2 separate regions of the Danio rerio genome follow, and region 2 is linked to region 1. A link is a contact called in public Hi-C data. All regions are on one chromosome and are shown on one strand. The core of a region is the stretch at or near the end of the contact, and the rest is flanking DNA. Distances in the headings are between cores, read along the strand shown. Region 1 holds the start of uba5 (ubiquitin-like modifier activating enzyme 5). Region 2 holds the start of tgif1 (TGFB-induced factor homeobox 1).

Region 1 (3,484 bases), core at 327-2,826:
ATTGTAATATTTAATACTATTGTGATATTCAAGATTTGTACATTCATACAGCTCTGGATAATTTGAAACAGCGAGCACTAGTCTCTCCTACGTCTTCAGTTCTAGGATTTTTTTCCAGCTGTGGCGGCAGACCTTTTACACAAGTCTACCAACTACCTATGGCGTTATTTCAATTACAAATGGAGAAATGTCGTAAGCGCACTCTTACAAGTCGAGGTTGCATTTATGTAATACGAGCATGTGAATCTTTTTGCTTGTGTGCCGATTTCCCCTGCTCGTGCACAAACCTCTTGCACACCCCCTCAAATATGCACTGCTCAAGCGCAGATCTTCTTGTGCGCTTTCAAATAAACACTGCTGAAGTGCGAATTAGCGTGTTTATGTAACGAATATGTCTCCAACATTTATAAGATTTGCTAGGAATATTTAATAATTTCTCCAATAGACCTACAAAGCGCCATTGATGCATCCTGAAGTAAAGTGAATATATATAAATAAATAAAATCAGGATATGAGATTTTTGTATTGAGGTAAATTTGGTTTTATATTAGCACATTCTTATTTTTACCTTTTCTTATTATACTGTCAGAAAAATATTATTTGTGAATCTTAAATAGGTAAATCATATCAGCAGCCAATGACTATCAAAGTACAACAACTGTTCACGATCAAATGAATTTTGGTTATGTTGTTTTAAAGTCATACTTACTGTACATGGGATTTAGGACTGAATATTTAAAGTAGTTAGTAAACATTATAAGGACTGTTAAAAAACGAAAGAATGTGTGAATATAAAACCAACTTTACCCTAATGATCTTTGTCATATTACCCAGCACCATGACTTAATATCGAGGAATAAGAATAAGGGTGTATTACCTTACCAATGCCACATCTGGTGAGCATTTCTGCAGTGACACTCCCCACCCCACCGACTCCCACCACCGCCACAGCAAACGAGCGGATTTTCTGAGAATGACAGCAGGTGGACAATAATCATCTGAACACGAACAAGCTGTTTTAACACTGGTAAAGTCTCGTAAAATAACAGACAAGCATGTTTACCTCGTAGTCTTGCACTATCCCCATTCTCTTAAGTGCCATTAGACGACTGGAAGGCATTAGAAATAGGAGTTTAAGATGACACTTGCAGCAAACCAAGCTTTCCATATGGCTAAATACAAAATTAGTGATTAAAAATGAAAAAGAACGTAAATGCTCACCTATATGGATTTGAATCTACGACTTCGGCGCTCATTTGCTCAATTTTCGGTCTGATATTGTGTTCAGCATCACTTTGCTTCTGTTTGGATTTGATTAGTTCATTTTCTAACTCACGAATTCGCAGCTTGAGTTCCTCAACGGTGGCCATGTTCTTCTCTAAAAACGCTCTATTCTGCTAAACTCGGGTTGGTGTTGTCTGATGAAAAAAGGCACAGTGACGTTAGAGGAAAAAAAGATTAAAATATTACTTCATGTACACGTCTGCACTGTTACAAATCAGCTGGCGAGGATGAGTGTCTCTCGATATTGAGCCCGGAGTGCAACAACCAACACCAAGGAACTAAAGTTCCCACAGTGAATGAATACCGCGAGTCGGTTCATCAGTTTTCATCAGTTCTTCATTCATATTCTTTTTCGGCTTAGTCTTTTTATTAATCCGGGGTTGCCACAGCGGAGTGAACCGCCAACTTATCCAGCACCATTCTTCATTTTTTTTTTTAATTTAAAGAACAACATAAACATTTTACAACAAATATATAAATGCCAGGGCGTAGGTATAAACAAGACATACAAAAGGTAAAAATGTAAAAAGTGTAAAGTTACTACTATTCAATCCTAGAAAATATTAGGAAAAGATGTTTGGAGTTCAATAGTTTTGTTACCAATTCTTATCTTCAAAATTTATTTTTGTTCAATTATGTCAGAATTTTAGCTAAGGATGACACAGCAACCACACCTGGCAAGTTTTTTTTTTTTTTAGTTCATAAAGATGTACAAATATATTTTCACCACCAACTTATCCAGCAAATGTTTTACGCAGCGGATGCCCTTCCAGCCACAACCCAGTACTGGGAAACATACACACACAAACACACATTTGTATATATATATATATATATATATATATATATATATATATATCTTGACATTAACTTTTTTTTCTCACCACCACACTGGTCATTTTCACAAGACAAAATTTTGTTGTTGGAAACTGTATTTTATATACTCAAATTTGACTTTTGCATGCTAAAAGTACTTGAGTAAGAAACGTTTTACTTGATTTGGGGCATTAAAAAACTTTACCAATATTGATTACCAATATTATGATATAGATAGCCTATATCTGCTGTATTCAACCTAAAACCTACAGTAGGTTGATATAAAAACAAAACAACACCCATTCTTGTCTTAGAACATTTTATTATGCAAATTTTGAATAACAGTAAGTTCATGACATGTTAGATATATAGTAAATCTGCTGGTTTAAAACATACAGAATAATACAGTTCTGTAACAATTATAACATTATATCTTAGGACATATTTGATCAACTTTTTATTACCTAACATTACACCAAATGTTGACTAATAAAAGTACATTTATAACAACTAATTATTTATTAGACTACTGTATAGTCAAACCATGTTGCATACAAATGCATTCAACAAACTTATATGACAGTGTATTGCTGTAGAAGACAAATACAACACGAGACAGGGGTTTAGAAAGAGTATAGTATAGTTTATTTTGTTTGACCTGCAAACTTATCTAAACAAGATACACTTTCGGAAAACAGCCCGGAAACATTATAATGCACGCGCTCGTTAATAAAACCCGCGGTTGTCTTCAACTGTTGTCTTCAACGGTTGTCCTTCTTTGCTCAACAACTCAGCTGAAAAACAAAGCAAAACATTACAACAGTCAGACATGGAGCAAAGAGCATAGATTAATTAAATTTAATCTTAGATTAAATAAAAAAAATTAGATTAATTAAAATTCTAAGCTCTTTGCATAAAGTTAAATCATAACTGTTACCATGGTTTCTATTTCAAACTATATAGTAAACTAAAGTTTGAAACTATAGTTTAAAATAGACGATGAGTGGGTCTCGCTGCTCCCACCCACCATAACCCTCACAGCGAGGTCCCACTACCGGCCCCCCGTGTTTCCCTGAGGGTCCTCAGGGCTTGTTTGCTCCTTGCCTAGGGCTCAAAAGGCACCTCGCCCCAGGGAGTGCACGAGAAAACCGGGCGCCAGGCCGTGCCAGTTTCGACAAATTCGAGCAACAAACACGTAATGTTCTTCTTCTTCGAGATATTGCGTTTATGTATGCAAACTGCAAGGAACTACAGCTCAGACGGGCCTGGGTGAAGCTTCACGAAGCAGTCTTCGTGAGATTGGCGTCGCTCCACTCGTACCGTTGGAATTGAACTCACCTTGGTCAAATACACAAAGCAACACTGAGTGAACTGACAAAGCTGA
Region 2 (3,484 bases), core at 333-2,832, 400 kb before region 1:
GTGTTATTCACTCCAAATTGTGAATCATGACTGAGTGGGTAACATTGTGTCTACCAGCTCCTTTAGTGGAAGAAAGTAAGTCATGTGGGTTTGGAATAACATGATGGGGTGAGTAAGCCATGACAGGGTTTTGATTTTGAGTGAAGTAACCCGATATTATACCGTTCTTCCTGTTTCTGATGACGACTTGAATATTATTACCTCTTATATCATAAACCGGTTAGTTTGTCAATAACACGTTTTACTGAAAGTGCTTAAGGGGACTTTTAGTTCATGAGCACTCTAAGTGAAACAAAACTTTCCCTAACTTGAGCTCCAGGGTGTGCGTGGGATACTTAACAGTCAAAAACCGAAACGAGTGAAATCACGTACACGTCTATTTTTTGAGGTTGTGTGAGAAAATGATTAAACTTGTGAGAAGGAGTAATGAGAAGTAATTTTGTCGTCGGCCTACATGAGGAGGAGGAAGGGGGAGGGGAACCTGTTGCAAATCTCAAGACCGAACAAAAGAATGTCGCTTGTGGGACATTTCAAACTCTGTTTTATCGACTTTTCACGAGGTGAAAACTCGTGAAATCACGTCAGGTGGCGGATAAGAGCTTGACACGACACTCTACGCGACAAGGTGCCATAACATAAGAGAAATGTAAACTTAATAGCAGAGAATAGCTCGGGCTCTATTGTGTGCTGTGAGAAACACGAGGTCGGAGGGAATGTGAAAGCGTCGCCTCGAGGAAGCGGCGCGAAATACACAAACTTCACAAAAGGAGGTCAGGAATTATCGTTGCACGTTTTAAACCGCAGCACAATGTTTAAATGCAGTCAAAGCAACGAAGTAGTCGTCAAACTAAAAACAAGGCCACTCGGAAAGTTTCCCTCGTATTCCCAACAAACTTGAGTGAGTGTTGTGAGAAACTCTGAGCGCATGAGCATTTTCCCAAGCCAAAGAAGTTCAACCATTACACGAAGACGTTTTATACTCACTTAAACAACAACTACAGAGCTCATAAGAGTTACAGATGACAGTTATATTATACATTGGTGTATTAAAAAAAACACTGTAAAACAAATCATCAATACGACGGTTAAATAATCATATCTGTATAAAATCAAAGCTTTATATGCTGAATATAAACACGCGTGTTAATAATTCGAAACGGCTCATGGTGACAGCCCGCCAGCACATGGTGAGAAAAGGCTGTTTTGTCTGCAGTGGAAAACAATAGCAGGCAATGCCAGACATTTTCTGTTCAACCATCATCGACAAGTTCCATCCATATGTCACAATCACCGATAAAAAAACATAATAAATCGCTGATATAACAGATATGGAGATGATACGTACCCTTTTTGGTCTTCATGTCCGTCAAAATTCCCCTTTTCACGTTGGCAACAAGGAGGTCGATTCTTCCTCGCTTTAATCACTCACAACTGTATTATTCCAGATTGTTACGAAGTATCGAGCGCAAATATTTCTCTTTTTTGTCGAGGAATCACCGCGGAGCGCGTTTTTCATTTGTCGGAGACGCAACACATTGTCGGGTACCTGGGACAGGCTGCGCGTCTCATTCACTGTGTTTGATGTGGAAACTGGGTGACAGCTATCTTTGACAGCTGCGTGACTCAACGCGGTTAGATCCTCCCCCTCCGAGGGCAAGAAGGAAAAATCTGACATCAGACGTACAATAAGAGTAAAAAGAGACAGAAAAGGGGCTTTTAGACAAACCGATTTGAATCTGTAACGTGTGTAGAGAAAGATCTGGCGCGCGGGATGTGTTTGTGGAGACGTGTTTGGACATTGGATTGGATCTAGTTTCTGCACGTTTCCCTTTAATGACTGCGGCAGAGAGACAGGAAGCTGGTTTATTATGAATGTAGGTTAACATTACCAAGAGGCAGACACATGGCAGGGATATATCGGGACTGCTTTCATCAGCATACTTCTGTTAGGCGCCCTACTCCAAAACATTACTATTGTTTGTGTGTTGTTGTTGTTGTTTGTGTAATATGTTAGAATGGTATTCGTCTTAAGGCAAATACTTTGTTTTTTGATACTGCAGGATGTGTCGATGTGTTATCAGGTGCAATGCGGCATTTATTTCAGGTGACAGATGTGTGTGATGCGGTTGCAATTGTGAGAGAATCGTAAACAATATAATGAAAACAACTCCATGAATGATTTATAATGTACGTTTAAAGAAGTTCTCTTCGCATTTAAAGACTTGCAACTTATAAAACGAGTTTTGATTTTAACATAATAGACACGTTAAAAGAGTTAAACACACATTTTGCAAAATATGTTTACACAGACTTTTTAATTCACTTTCTCAGACTTTTTAGAGTGCAAACCCAACACTTTATCTGTGACTACAAATTAAACAAAACACATTTAATTGTACATTTATATGTTATGCCAGCTCATGAATATTACAAAATATGCTATGTTTAATCTCAGTATTAATCCCTAATTATTTAATGTTGCGAGTATTGTGTACAAAATAACACTGTTATTTAAATTTGACGTTACATATACGCAGTAACTTGCTGCTCACTAAATGTGATTTGTTGAACAAAGTGATATGCCAGATAAGAACGACTATTGGTCGCGTTTAGTGTGATTTACTATAAAGAACCGACTCATACGAGTCATTGCACCGTTTGGGTAGCGCCCTCGCTGCTTCCAATTCATTAGAATTAACCGACTCAAAGGAGTCATTTGCTCGGGAATCGGACTACTGGTCCCTTCATGTTTACATCGCTTCAGATTTAGTAGCTACTGAAGTTGGCGGTTGATAACCTTTAGTAAAGTGTTTCGAATACACGTTCTAACTTAAATCGAAGATTTTAAAAAATGCTTCCAAATAAGAATTGCTTCTAGGCTCTCAGCTCAATTTGTAAGCCGTACGTGATGCCTCCTGTTGGCGCAGCGCTGCGTGATACCCAGTTGACCGTTGGGATTAGATGGTTGTAAAGCAAGAATCGCTTGTTTCTTCAGCTGTCCCGGTGACGCGTCCCTAATTCAAATTACAGCAGCCTCAGAATTCTTAACGCTGATTATCTCTCTTGCGTATGCAGCCCTATGCTCTTCTGATGTCGTTTATTTTGACATGTAATTTTGCGTCAAATTGTGCTAAAAAATACGTATCTAAACATTTTTGATTCTGACAGACATCTTTAAAACCAAGCGTGATCTGCTTGTCAAAACACTGAGGCACATGGCTGTGAAGGCTTATAAAGCGGTATTTGGAGTCTAGATATAGGTCAGGTCGTTGACTTTTCCATGCGAGGCGTGCATGCGTCATGTGTCTGGCTGGCCTTAATTCTCAATTTACCGCTGCTGATAAGAACACATGTTGTTCTGACTATGCAGACGTAAACAATAGCACATAAAGCAGTCGGATATTTTAAAAACATTTGCAGTGCATCGTTCTTTTTAAATGAAACAATTGTCAACTCGATGAGGTCATGTCTTTATGCCGATTGG

What was found. A called contact is a pair of places that touch in the nucleus more often than the background predicts.
Region 2: a Hi-C map of hematopoietic stem cells shows a contact between it and region 1, with 4 times the contacts expected there. The contact joins the promoter of tgif1 here to the promoter of uba5 in region 1. A contact is called at or near these places in 3 of 18 Hi-C or Micro-C datasets (fibroblasts, hematopoietic stem cells and an unstated tissue).

What each region holds. Positions count from the first base shown.
Region 1 is chr24:10,042,398-10,045,881 of GRCz12tu, forward strand. It overlaps uba5 (ubiquitin-like modifier activating enzyme 5), which reads right to left and starts at 1,577. Exons shown (of 12, transcript NM_001305617.1): 1 at 1,222-1,577; 2 at 1,064-1,109; 3 at 878-967. The coding sequence starts at 1,370.
Region 2 is chr24:9,644,036-9,647,519 of GRCz12tu, forward strand. It overlaps tgif1 (TGFB-induced factor homeobox 1), which reads right to left and starts at 1,583. Exons shown (of 3, transcript NM_199567.1): 1 at 1,346-1,583. The coding sequence starts at 1,361.